2 separate regions of the Danio rerio genome follow, and region 2 is linked to region 1. Evidence: chromatin contacts called from public Micro-C data. All regions are on one chromosome and are shown on one strand. The core of a region is the stretch at or near the end of the contact, and the rest is flanking DNA. Distances in the headings are between cores, read along the strand shown.

The links. Hi-C and Micro-C count contacts between places; a contact is called where the count stands out from the background.
Region 2: a contact with region 1 is called in a Micro-C map of caudal fin, with 5 times the contacts expected there. The contact joins the promoter of ist1 here to the promoter of spg7 in region 1. A contact is called at or near these places in 5 of 18 Hi-C or Micro-C datasets (caudal fin, embryo and an unstated tissue) and 1 of 4 datasets of contacts at active chromatin or transcription factors (caudal fin).

What each region holds. Positions count from the first base shown.
Region 1 is chr7:57,176,614-57,183,600 of GRCz12tu, reverse strand. spg7 (SPG7 matrix AAA peptidase subunit, paraplegin) reads left to right here and starts at 3,459. Exons shown (of 17, transcript XM_001923083.8): 1 at 3,459-4,008; 2 at 6,844-6,943. The coding sequence starts at 3,844.
Region 2 is chr7:57,451,924-57,458,910 of GRCz12tu, reverse strand. It overlaps ist1 (IST1 factor associated with ESCRT-III), which reads right to left and starts at 3,998. Exons shown (of 10, transcript NM_212585.2): 1 at 3,894-3,998; 2 at 2,980-3,076; 3 at 2,715-2,895. The coding sequence starts at 3,067.

The DNA of each region.
Region 1 (6,987 bases), core at 2,210-4,709:
CCAGGTAGTAACTGATTACATATAATCTGGTTTATGTAATCTAATTCCAAAGTTAGGTAAACATAATTAGATAATATTGCACTTTAAAATGCTCTTTATCAGATTAGTTACATTTTATGGACTTTGTGATTTGATCTGTTTATTTATTAGTTCGTTCTATATAAATAAAAAATATATATATTTATAAAAGTATTCTTTGATTTTAATTTCAATCCTGGAGGAAGATGACCATGTAATGGCATTGCTTCTTTACATCATTCTTTACATTACATTCTTTACTTCTGCACTCTCTCTCTCTCTCTCTCTCTCTCTCTCTCTCTCTCTCTCTCTCTCTCTCTCTCTCAATTCAATTCAAAAATTGCTTTATTGGCATGACAATTGTTACAAATGTATTGCCAAAGCAGTTATAAAGTAACATACATGTATACAAAAAAAAAACAGTACACACCGTAAATAGTAGTAGCAAAAAAAAAAAAAAAAAAAAGATATTTATATATAATTAAATAAAATATCAACAATACATCATATTATTCAATATATCACATTAATATTCAATATATTATATTATTATATTATATCTATCTACATATATTTATTTGTGTTTCCTCTATGTGCTCTGGTATTCTGGTGATTTTTCCTATATCAGATTGCCGTACCTCCCATTCAAAAAGTTATTTTGATGATGCAATATTCTACCCATCAGATTTTGCTACCAGTGTAAATTTTAATGTGGAGTAGTGTAATATGAAGCTGTACTACCGCACTAATCCCTAACCCCAACCTCAGAACCATTCAAATACAGTGTTGGTATAGCATAATCTGATGGGTGAATGTCAGGACACCGGTTTCCACCACAGTCCAAAGACGTGCTATTGGTGAATTGAATAAGCTAAATTGGCCGTAGTGTATGAGTTTGTGTGTAAACGAGTGTGTATGGATGTTTCCCAGTACTGGGTTGCAGTTGGAAGGGCATTTGCTGTGCAAAACTTATGCTGGATGAGTTGGCGGTTCATTTCGCTGGGGCAACCCCTGATGAATAAAGGAACTAAGCTAAATGAAAATGAATGAATGAATAATTAAGTGTCAATACAAAGAATAATTTTATATAATAATAAATGTTAAAAAGTGTTTTAAGGTTAAAAAAAACATCTAAAAACTATCATAACCAATGCTTTTCAACTGCAACAAATCACTTAGAAATCATTCATGGTTTTATAAACTCACTCTCAGTTTTATTAATAAATATAAAAAACAGCAATTTAACAAGTGTTTTTTTCTTCTTCTGTCTTTCCTGCTGATTTAAATAACACAGCTTCATCCAGCATTCAGTAAATGAGAAATAAACCTTGTGTCATGCCTACATTTAGAACACAAAATTAATATCTCTTGGATTGGTCAAAGTGCAGCATGCACTGCACTTTAACCAATCCATACTAGAAACAATACTGCCTACCACTATGTGGACAACTATTCATTGTACATATCGCTGACAATTTTACATTGTCCTGTTTTTTTTTGGGAGTATGCTGTTGTATTTTGCATAATCGTTGTATTTGTACTGTCTGTATGTTGCACTGTCTGTATGTTGCACTGTCTGTATTTTGCACTGCCATTTTATTTGCACTGTCTGTATTTTGCACTGTCATTTTTTTTGCACTGTGTATTTTGCACTGTCGTTGTATTTGTACTGTTGTTGTATTTGCACTGTCTGTATTTTGCACTGTCGTTGTATTTGCACTGTCTGTATTTTGCACTGTCGTTGTATTTGCACTGTCTGTATTTTGCACTGTCGTTGTATTTGCACTGTCTGTATTTTGCACTGTCGTTGTATTTGCACTGTCGTTGTATTTGCACTGTCTGTATTTTGCACTGTCGTTGTATTTGCACTGTCTGTATTTTGCACTGTCTGGAGCCAGCACCTAAGCTTTCCACTCATCATAGCACATGTGCTGCTGCTGATGTGACTATAAAAGTGATTTGATTTGATTTGTAGAAGTAGCCCATCAAGTTCATTTAACAACACAAAAAAAGTTTTAAAAGCATGAAACATTTTTCATAATAAGATAATAAGATTGTTTTTTTTTTGAGAACTTTAATGCAGATTGTTGTACATTAAAAGTATTGTAATTATTTTTTGTTAGGTGATTTGGTAAATATTATAATTATTTGTTTGTTTATTTTACTTTACAGTGTTCTACTGAAAAACAAATAATTTCAAACTCTAATGCATTTTTCATAGAAAAAGAAAAATCACATATAATTCTTGTTAAAAGACAGCCACAATGTTACACACATACTGTAAAACTCAACAGTCAACTTTATCAAATGAAATGAGTGTAGTTAATTCAAAATTGACTGAAAGTTAATTCTACTCACTTGAAAAGAGTTTTGAATTTGTGTTAAATGTTATAAGTTAATTAAATACCTCATTACTTCAATTTAAATGGAGTAAGTTCACAGTACTCGCATATTATTTTTTAAACGGTTTGAGTTCTCTAAACTTATGTTTTACAGCACTCAGTTGGTTTGAGTTCCCTTTATCAGATTTTACTGTGCTCAAATTGATCTATTTACACAAATGGATTAAGTTCACAGTAATTATTATTATTAGTTTTTGAACGTAAATGGTTTGTTGCAATTTGTTTCCTAAATGGGTTGTGTTACCTTAATGTTTTGGGTGTTGCAGTTTACAGAAATAAATCTTCTGCGTAAGTAAATAAACATCTTTGTCTAAACGAAAAATAAAATTCAACAAATACCCCACTTTTAAAATTTGCTTTAGACTTCTTAAAATCATAAATAAATACAGATGCTCAACATTTAATTGAAATCAGCATGAATCACTTTCCATAATCTAGAGCAAAGATACCTAAACTAGGATATATCTATCTCTCAGAAAGGACAAATTTAGAAATTTGTTTAAATACTTTTGACATATTTTTTTTTATTACAACTCTAAATCTTACATTTAGTACGTTGTTAATCTTTTTATTAAAATGAGTAATTTTTTTATTTAAAAGTATTTTTGGAAAATACTCCAATTCTGGCTATTTTTAATTGACTATAAGTCATATATTTTGTCTTTAATGGGCATAAAATGCTATAAAATATTTTAAAATTCAAAAATCGCTTTTAGTGTATAACCTTATATAGTTTTCTTTCTTTCTTTCTTTCTTTCTTTCTTTCTTTCTTTCTTTCTTTCTTTCTTTCTTTCTTTCTTTCTTTCTTTCTTTCTTTCATTTATGTTTATTGTTTTTCTTTCTCTCTTCTTTAAAATGTATTATGCAGATTGTAACACCATCTCCGTATTTTTTTCTCATGTTCAAAGTTTCTGCAATCTATTGTTAACTGTTTTTGAAACTAATAAAAAAAATAAAATAAAATCTTTGCGCATGCCCAGTTTGAATTATTTGTAGTTTTTTGGTTATAAAATTTCAAGCAGAACTGCATTTCCCATTAGCCAGCGCAAGAGCTGTTTTCATCCGCGATTGGCTGATTCTAAAGGTGAAAGTTCAGCAGACATGTTTCTCAAGCCTATGCGGTAAACAACATAAGAGTTCACGGTTTTAGTAGTCACTATAGACGTGTAATGTCCCTCTAACTGTATAATGTAAGGAAGTTTCGGTTTATTTCAACGTTTGATTTAATCGGGTATATCCAAACAGAAGACGTGCATGTTATTAATCGCTAACCTTAAATTTGTCTGCGTTTGATAAGACCTGCTACATAACCACTATGACAGCTCTGTGAAAGCAGCGCCTGAAAGAGGTCAGGTTTAAGAGTGGTCTTTATTCTTGCATAGCATGTCTTAGACCCAAGCGAATCGATACATCGGTTTTTAACATGGCAGCGCTACTTCTGCAGCGTGGAAACACATGTTATAGCAAACGGTTTTGGTCGCTGTCGTCTCGTTTTAGCTGTTTTCAGAACAGTAGAAAGCTAATAAAGAGCAATGTGACGCCTTTAGTGATTCCAAAGACACGAGGGCTAAACTCAGGACACTTTCAGGTTGGTCATTTAAATATTTTGTTAACTAATTTACAGCAAAGAGGCCTGGCTTGTCATTGAGGTAAAGTTGGTTAGATAATTCACTATGATAACTTACTTTCAATATTCGGTATGAAATCAGTCGTAAATAAGATTTCAAAACATTATTATTACTATTTATTAGACTAAACAATGGTTACGTTGATAGTCATTGGCTGGGGACGTTCTAAAATGCTTAAAGTGAGAAAAAAAAAAAAACTTTATGTGGTTTAATGTACCTAAACATCAACTAAAAGAACCCAAATTTCTGTCAAACTTTACTTGTAATTAACCCTAGCTTCTGTAAAAACAACAAGTCCCAAATCCATAGATAAAGTAAAAAACATCACAATTGGGCATGGGCCTGTATAAGATTCTGACGGTACATGATAACCTTGGATAAAAATATCATAGTTTCACATTATTGTGTTTGCTTTTCTAAAAAATATATTTATTTAAATGTCTAGGTAAAAACAAAAACTTTTCCCCCTTTTTGAACACAATATATTTTATTTTAAGAAACATTAAAATCAACATATAAAATATTGGTAACACTTTATAAAAACTACTACACACTATAAATCATTTATTAAGCATTAGAATCTAGTGAATGCATCATCTGTTAAGCATCAACTCTACATTAATAAACGTTAGTAAGCAATTTATAACTGCAGCCACAAATACTCTATTCTTGGCTTACATGATTTATTTTTCATTACTAAATTAAGTATTGTATCATTTACAAACCATTTGTGTTTAAGAGTAATTGGAGGTTTTTAATATAATTCAGAATGAGTTATTAAATGATTAATAAACTATTCAAATTAACATTTATAATTCTTATTATTCAGACATGTATTAATGGTTACTATGTATGTTAATAAATACTTTATTAACTCAACTTCATGCAGTATTGTGACCTAATCTAAAGTGAGGACTATTTATGGTTTATAAATCCCTTATAAATAACAATTCAAGGCTCAGTTAAATTCTAAACAGGAAAAATGACATTAACGACATTATTAATTTCTATTTATTTAAAGATACATAAATGAAACTGTACTTCAAATAAAAAATACATTTTTGCAACCTTATCTAAAATAAAATCACTGTAGAGTTTAAACATTGCATCTTATTATATTGTTAAATTATTATATTGTTGTTGTTTATTTTTATCTAATTTTATTTTGTATTTTGACAGTCCTGTTATTTGGCAATGTTCAAACTTTACATTAATTTTACTTTTTAGATAAGATTGCAAAGATGATTGTTTATTTGATCTTGAGAGACCTGAAGATCTTTTCTGCTGGAAATACTGTTGTCCTAAAAAACTAAATAAAAGTTAATAAATCTTACTCATACCTTAGGAACGGGTATAACAGAAAATTTTGACTTTTTTGAAACCTTGACAAACCGCTATATATCTCAAAAATGGTTATTGTCTCATTCTTTATCACAATAAACATTTTCTCCCCATTGAAGTTTAGTATATGGTTAACATGGCTTAATGTATGTTAACAACAAGCTGAGAAAACCAGATTTCTAAAAAATTTTACTCTTGACAAACACTTTCTGTTGTCAAAAGAATGAGGTCTAATTTTAGTGACTGAAAATGTCACGTTATGCATTTTAAGTCTATTTTAAAATGAAAAAAAGCTTAACATGTACCTCAACAAGTGAAGCAAACCGAAAATCTATAAAATTTTTACTTGTGATTAACGCTGACTACTATCAAGGCCTGATTCCGTGGATAGAGTGAACAATGTCCCCATTTAAGTCCTTTATAAGAGCTTAATATTGTTTAATTTAACATCTGGAGATGATCAAATATCTATAAAAATATACTCATAAACACTTTCTGCTGTTAGAAGAACAAGCCTCTTATTTTAGTGTATCAAGTGAACAATATCACTTTAGGCATTCTCCATATAGAAGTCTTAACATGGCTTAACGTACCTTAACACTAATCAGAGAAACCTGAATTTCTGTCAACAACAACCGAGGGAAACCAAATGTTAAAAAGGCTGTCTATAAAATCAAATTTTATTTCTGATAGGCCTTGATTAACTCTAGCTGTCAGAAGAATGTGCGTGTGCATGTCATTGACATCCCCACAACAACATAGGGGGAAACACTTGGCACAATATTGTTCACTTTAGCTGTGGAAATTGGGCTCATACTTTTGCTAGTGGTTAGGATTAATCAAAAGTAAATTTTGATAGAAATTTGATTTTTCCACTTGTTGTTAAGCCTCATTAAGCCACATTTTTTTTCTTATAACAGACTTTAAAGGGGGAGAAAATGATTATTGTGATGTTTTTGACTTTATCTATGGAATTGTGACTTGTTCTTTTTACAATAGTTAGGGTTAATTACAAGTAAAGTTTGACAGAAATTTAGGTGTTCTCTGGTTGATGTTTAGCTGCATTAAGCCACGTTAGGCTTTTTTTTTTACATTAAGCATTTTAGAATGTGGCTGCCCATTGGCTGCTAATGTGATTTCACTAGAGAATTAGCAATGAATACTTTAGAACACTTTAGAATTGGCAATGAATACTTTTCTGAAGCTATATTATCAAGGAGCACATCCAAATGTGTGAATATAAAACCAACTTTTCCTCAATTGGCTTGTCATAGTGTGACCAGTTTTAAGTGCATTAAATGTGACAAGTCATGTCTGTTGGTAGTTTTTGATGACATATTCTATATAATAATCACAGGAAATCTTAAAAGCACATGTTTTTTTTTTATTATTATATGAATATGCATGACCTTGGTGGTACTTCAAAGATAAACCTATCTGTAATTATTTCACAGGACATTTTGACAAAGCCTTTAATCCCAAGGCTTATTGGACTTGAATTCCATTGTCGCCACAACTTGCTCACAACTCAAGCGAAACTTTGGAAACTTTTAGGTAAGTACTTGGTTTATTTGAATATTTTGGCTGAGCTATGTGGT
Region 2 (6,987 bases), core at 2,749-5,248, 270 kb before region 1:
GCTGCGGCATAATATAATTGCGCCTGCTGCAGCGAAGGTACGGTAGCAAATTTCCTTGATTATTACACCAGAATAGTTTAGTTCCTAGCCATATCAGCCAAAAAAATAACAACTTCTCATTTTACATCAGTCCTAGGACACAATGTAACTGAGCAATTCCATGCAAATGTCAACCTTACCATGAAAAAAATTCAATTTTAGTCAAAATAGCAAAACTGCTTCTGCATTTTTTGTATAGGCTGGTATTTTACAGTACTTTAAAATTACTCAAAATTGTTTTTTTTTCAGTGTTTTCAAACAATTACATTTGATTTACCAAAGTCACACAAGTGGCAATTTCACATCCGTCACATCCATAACAGAAAGATGTCACATCCATAACGACTATTTTCCCTCATAAATGCAAAATTGTAAATTCAAATAAAAGCAATCATGTTTGTTCTATAAAGAGCCAACTCTTATCCTTTTGATTAGCACTGTTTCTTTTGGATTGTACAGTTAAATTCACAGAATTTCTACAAAGCATGTTGTATACTGTAAACTTGCAGACTTTTTTGTCACATCCATAACACATGTTTTTTTCTCTCATTTAAAATATAAAAAATGTTTACAGATTGATATTTTTCTGCTCCCACAACTCTGTGGCTAGTTGTTTTGAAAAATATAAAGAGATGTTTTAATATAATGCTATATTGTTATATAATGTTATATAATGTAGGGTCTGTCTGCGGACTGCATGATTTTGGTGTAAAATAAAGGTGGCATAGACGGCAAGATGGCACTTTACATTAGTTATTATCGTCTACACCTAGTCCACAGCTAAATCCAACCATCATAGATATTAACGTCTACACCTACCCCAAACCTAAACCCAACCATCACAGTTATTAACATCTACACCTACTTCATCCCTAAACCCAACCATCACAGTTATTAACGTCTACACCTACTCTAACCCTTAACCCAACCATCACAGTTATTAATGTCTACACCTACTCTAACCCTTAACCCAACCATAACAGTTATTAACGTCTACACCTACTATAAACTTTAACCCAACCATCACAGTTATTAACGTCTACACCTACTCTAACCCTTAACCCAACCATCACAGTTATTAATGTCTACACCTACTCTAACTCTTAACCCAACCATCACAGTTATTAACATCTACACCTACTCTAACCCTTAACCCAACCATCACTGTTATTAACGTCTACACCTACTCTAACCCTTAACCCAACCATCACAGTTATTAACATCTACACCTACTCCACACCTAAACCCAACCATCACAGTTATTAACATCTACACCTACTCTAACCCTTAACCCAACCATCACAGTTATTAACATCTACACCTACTCCACACCTAAACCCAACCATCACAGTTATTAACATCTATACCTACTCCAAACCTAAACCCAACCATCACAGTTATTAACATCTACACCTACTCCAAACCTAAACCCAACCATCACAGTTAGTAACATCTACACCTACTCCAAACCTAAACCCAACCAACACAGTTATTAACGTCTACACCTACTCCAAACCTAAACCCAACCATCACAGTTATTAACATCTACACCTACTCCAAACCTAAACCCAACCATCACAGTTATTAACATCTACACCTACTCCAAACCTAAACCCAACCATCACAGTTATTAACATCTACACCTACTCCAAACCTAAACCCAACCATCACAGTTATTAACATCTACACCTACTCCATCCCTTAACCCAACCATCACAGTTATTAACGTCTACACCTACTCCAAACCTAAACCCAACCAACACAGTTATTAACGTCTACACCTACTCCATCCCTTAACCCAACCATCACAGTTATTAACGTCTACACCTACTGTAATCCTAAACCCAACCATCATAATTTTAAACGTACAGATGTGAGCTGTAAGCCTTGGTGCATTCACCATTGTACATCATTGTACGACGCAGAGTAGGATAACTGTCATGACAAAATGGATGAACAAGGCAACGAGTGGAGTTGCATGGTGGAGTTGCTAAATGAATGTATATAATAATAATATATCAATTTAACAGGTTGTGGATAAATAAGGGAAAAAAAAACTCATGAAAACATTTGATGAAAATCTTGCCATCTTTCCACCAGCAAGATCCCATTGTGACATCTCGCATGGTTCAATAGGATCTTGATAGTTGCGCCTAACATACGGTCTAACGTACCCTAAACTTATGCCCCTGTCTTGCAGTCCACAGACAGATACACTTGGAATATTCAAGCTGCTAATGGTCTTATCTGGTGACCTGGTGATAGGCTGAATAGATTCAGAAACTCTAGACTTGTAAAAGTGGAGTGTTCCTATAACAAATCAACTGCCAACAAACATTAAAAACTTTTTTTTATCCAAAATCATTCAGAAATGACAATTCTGAAATCCTCTTTCTCCAAGGTGAAAAAATAAATCCCACGTTTCTTGCATTATAAATTCATCTACTTTAAGGTGCATGTCTGCTGTGCAGCATCATGTCGAAGGCAACAATTAAAACTCTCAATGCCAGCAAAATCCATCTAAATTCTATAAATAATCAATAATATATCTGCTGATTATATATTTTTGGGTGAGTAGCGACAACTTTAAAATAAAGAATTGATTAGCTAATACCAATATAGTAACCAAACTATTGTGCATCACCAAAATGAATAAAATTAATAGTGTTACTCACTTCATTGACTGAATTAGGCCAAAGCGGGTGAGCAGCAGATCACAGTATAACTCAAGGATTTCCATGGCCTCGACCAAATAATCCTCTCTGATGATGTGCTCGACTCGGATCCTCGCACGCTCATCTTTGCCTGCTGACAAGTAGTCTGCAATTTCCTTGCGAGCCTTCTGGGCCAACTCGGCTAAAATCAGATCAAATTCCTTCAATTAGCTCACTTTTGAAAGCTTTTACGTTTTTAACTATGTGGTGGACAACCCAAACTTACTTTTCTTCTTCTCCAGAAGTTTAAGGCGGTTTATGACCAGCCTGAGATTGACACGAAGTCTCTCGGATTTGAACCCTCCACCGAGCATGATGGAGCTCTGTTTATGAATAACAAAAGCCTGATATCTTTATCAGATAAAACAAAAACATCCAACTGAATATAGGTCATATAGGTATATTTATTAATAACACTGGATATTTATTGATGTTGGAGATTTGTGTTGGAGATACGCCACCTGCTTGGTGAGTGACGTCACTGCTACATCAATAGAACACTATTATGAGACACCTGATTCATTATAGCTACACCCAACGAAGAGGGTAATATAAAAACGGTATGAATTATAAAAGTAGTCTATAATGTCGCCAACAGCAAAAAGCAGTAGCAGTACAATAATATCTGATCCAAATACACTGGTTCTGTACTGAATGACTCATATTCCACGATATTTACATACAGTACTACTAAATTCTACCATCTAAGATTACTACACAAAATATATGGATATATATGGATATATGGATACTACAAAAATATATATGGATATACTTTTTCATCGGTTTCACTAGTATTTCTTCAGAAATATTTGTACATTCGATCATCTTGTTGACTGATGCTGACTGTTTGACAAAACAAAACACAACCGAGAGCTAACGTTACAGTAGCTGACAAACACCAATTAAAATATTGTTTAGATGTTTTTAAATTGAATAATCTATACTGGACTCTTAATTTTATAATAATAAAACCCGTTTTGGAGTTTTCTGATTGTTCAAACCAGGAAGAGACTTGGACTAGCGGCTAACTTAGAGGAGCTAATTCTCGGAAGTAAACAAAAACCACAAACAACAAGCATTCATAAAAAGTTCGTGAATGCCTAGCTGTACAAAACGCACAAGAAACGTGATATTTACATGTGAATTCCTCCTCAGACGTTGGCGAACGGTCGGTTTCGATCAGGTTGGTTGGGCGACTTCTCACTTAGCATTCACTTCCGTGTTGGATGTGACTTCATTCATGACGCTCCACGTCACATGATTGCCGGTGAATGAAGGGAAACCCCCGTCACTCGGGTGGGCAAATCACATGTCTTCGGTGACGTGATGTTTATGATATTTAGGTAGACGATCAGGTGAACGAAAAACACCTCCACCAGTCACTACTCCAAAAATAAGCAAGTTTTTCTTTCGTCAGAATAAAGGCTAAGACTGTTGTACTAAAACAGAACACTTTACATTATAAAAAATAAGTTAGTGACGTAACGTAAACTTAATAGATAAAAAATAGCTTATATGTATATTTCTGTAGACATAAATTGTCATGATTTTACTTCAGGTCTTGTTTTATATCGAGCACGTCATCATGATTGTTTGTATCGAGACTATTTTATTGAGCCATGCTGTGGAGTAGCACAGTACCTGCGTGAGTCGTTATATATCCATAAACAGAGAAGAAGTAGCTCCGGCAACAATGTTCCTCCGCAAGAAGCATGCAGATGCAATTTTATGTATTAACCGCTAGAGCGCATAAACCCATAATACACACTGCTGTTTCAAGATAACCACACACACCAAAGTAATAAAAAAACACTATGAAGTATTAATGCCAGAAATAATGAATTACACCACAATTTAAAGACATTTAAAGTGGTTATGAGAGTCATTCTATTTATATAAAATGTTTTCAGAGGCCTCGCCATATCTTTCCATCAATTCTCTATAGTTCTCTGTTGCAGTGATTGAGAGTTAATCTTAGCACCTGGAGCCTGGGAAACATGACTTTTTACATTGTTTTTGTTCTAAATGTTTGACACACAATATAATAATAACAATTCCTTATATTTAAATAGCACTTTTCTTGACACTCAAAATGCTTCACACAATTTGGAATCTCCTCATCCACTACCAGTGTGCAGCATCCACCTGGATGATGCAACGGCAGCCATATTGCACCAGATCGCCCATCAACTGATTGGTGGAGAGGAGATAGAGTGATACAGCCAATTATGGTATGGGAAGGTTAAGAGGCCATAAGAGACAGGACAGAGGCCAGTGGGCAGATTTGGCCAGGATGCCGGTGTTAAACCCCTACTCTTTTTTTGAAGGACATCCTTGGATTTTTAATGACCACAGAGAGTCAGGACCTTGGTTTAACGTCTCATTCGAAAGATGGCGCTCACTGAGCAGTATAGAGTATGTTATACAATTTAGCAGCATTTTACCTGACAACATTTGGCTTTAAAAAACAAAACAAACCATGATGGTCTAGATCAGGGGTGCCCAAACTCGGTCCTGAAGGGCCGGTGTCCTGCGAAGTTTAGATCCAACCCAATCAGACACACTAGCACTAGCTAATCAAACTCTCACTAGGCTTTCTGGAAACATCCTTGCAGGTGTGTAGAGGCTAGTTGGAGCAAAAATCTGCAGGGCCCTGTTTTTCAAAAGGTTTAACCTGGATAATATTGATCCAGATTTAGTAAACCTTTTATTGCAGTCTGTGATCATGTAATCCATTTCCCTTCTAGACAGTTTTTCAAAGCAACATTGAATTGGACCAATCTGATCCAGACAGGAACTTTTCAGGATCACTAAATCTGGATAACCAGTGCTCAAACAGGATAGGAAATCAGAATGTAGAACTTTAGATATGTAAAGAGCAACATGTAGAATAGAAAGTGTGGGCTCAATATAACTTTATCTTTATTTGAAATAAAATACACATTAAAAAATAAATAAATAACAAGAAAAATCCCACCCCAACCTCTTCTAACAGTCGCTAATCTGAGATCTACAACACAAACACTGTACATTGAAGATATTTATAACAAATTTCAAATATAGATGTATTGAATTTAAAAAAAGACTTGGTTAATTTCAAAAACTCCACAATAATTTCAGACTTTCTCAACTAATGTGGAGACCAGCTTGACTGAGCGTAGCCTTTAGGAGGCGAATCTCAAGTCTGGCCTTGGTTTGCTGCAGTTTTCAGAGTCAGTTGTTCCTCATCCAGACGAAGCTGTGCTTCTGCCTTTCAGTCTTGTTGAAAGTAATTTAAAAAATCAGCGATTGCCATTCTTTGCCTTGTTCGTAGCCTGACAGATGAACAAATACAATTAAAACCTTATGAATTCATTGGAGATCTAAGATACTGCATGATCCATATATAGTATTATTTGATACATTTCTAAAGTTTTCATTACATTTTAGCCATCAAGTCCACCCTTCTAAGTGATCCAAATCCTACAAAAAAGGTCAGAAAAACCCAATCTAAAGGTTTATCTGGATCAAAACGAAGATTGAATTACGTGATCTAATCCAATTATGTTATCGTTTTTTGAAAAAAAAAAAAACATTTTCAAGATTTGATCCAATCCGTTATCTAAAACCCTAGTGGATTACTTTTAAAAAACCAGGCCCTGGACACCGGCCTTTCAGGACTGAGTTTGGACACCCCTGGTCAAGATTAGGGGTTTCCAAACTTTTCAGTCCGCGACCCCCAAAATAACAATGCCAGTGACTTGCGACCCCCAATATCCTCTGAGTTTGCAAAAGACTTGCATGCAATGGCGAACACACACCAATACACCCAAGTCTATTCTTCACTTAATTTTTTTAAATGTATGTCAGTGCTGTAAATGTGCCAGAAAGTTTAACCTGGTGTTATAAAATCAAGCTCCTGCATTTGACGTTATTGCTGTGTCTTTAATATATGTAATACCCCCAGGGGTCACAATCCAATAGAACTATTGACTATAAATAAGCAATATCACACGAGTAGCAGTGCGATATGGCTGTATATCGGCACTGGTGGGAGGTGTGCCCCCACCAGTGTCAATATACAGCCATATCGCACTGCTACTCGTGTGATATTGCGTTTATGTAACAATTTGACGGCATAACTGTGTATATAAAAACAAAATCAAACATAGAGAATCTGAAAAACCCTTTTGTATGAGGAACTACTTTCTTTCGCGTTGGATTCAAATCACAAGCTGCAAGTTAAACAGTT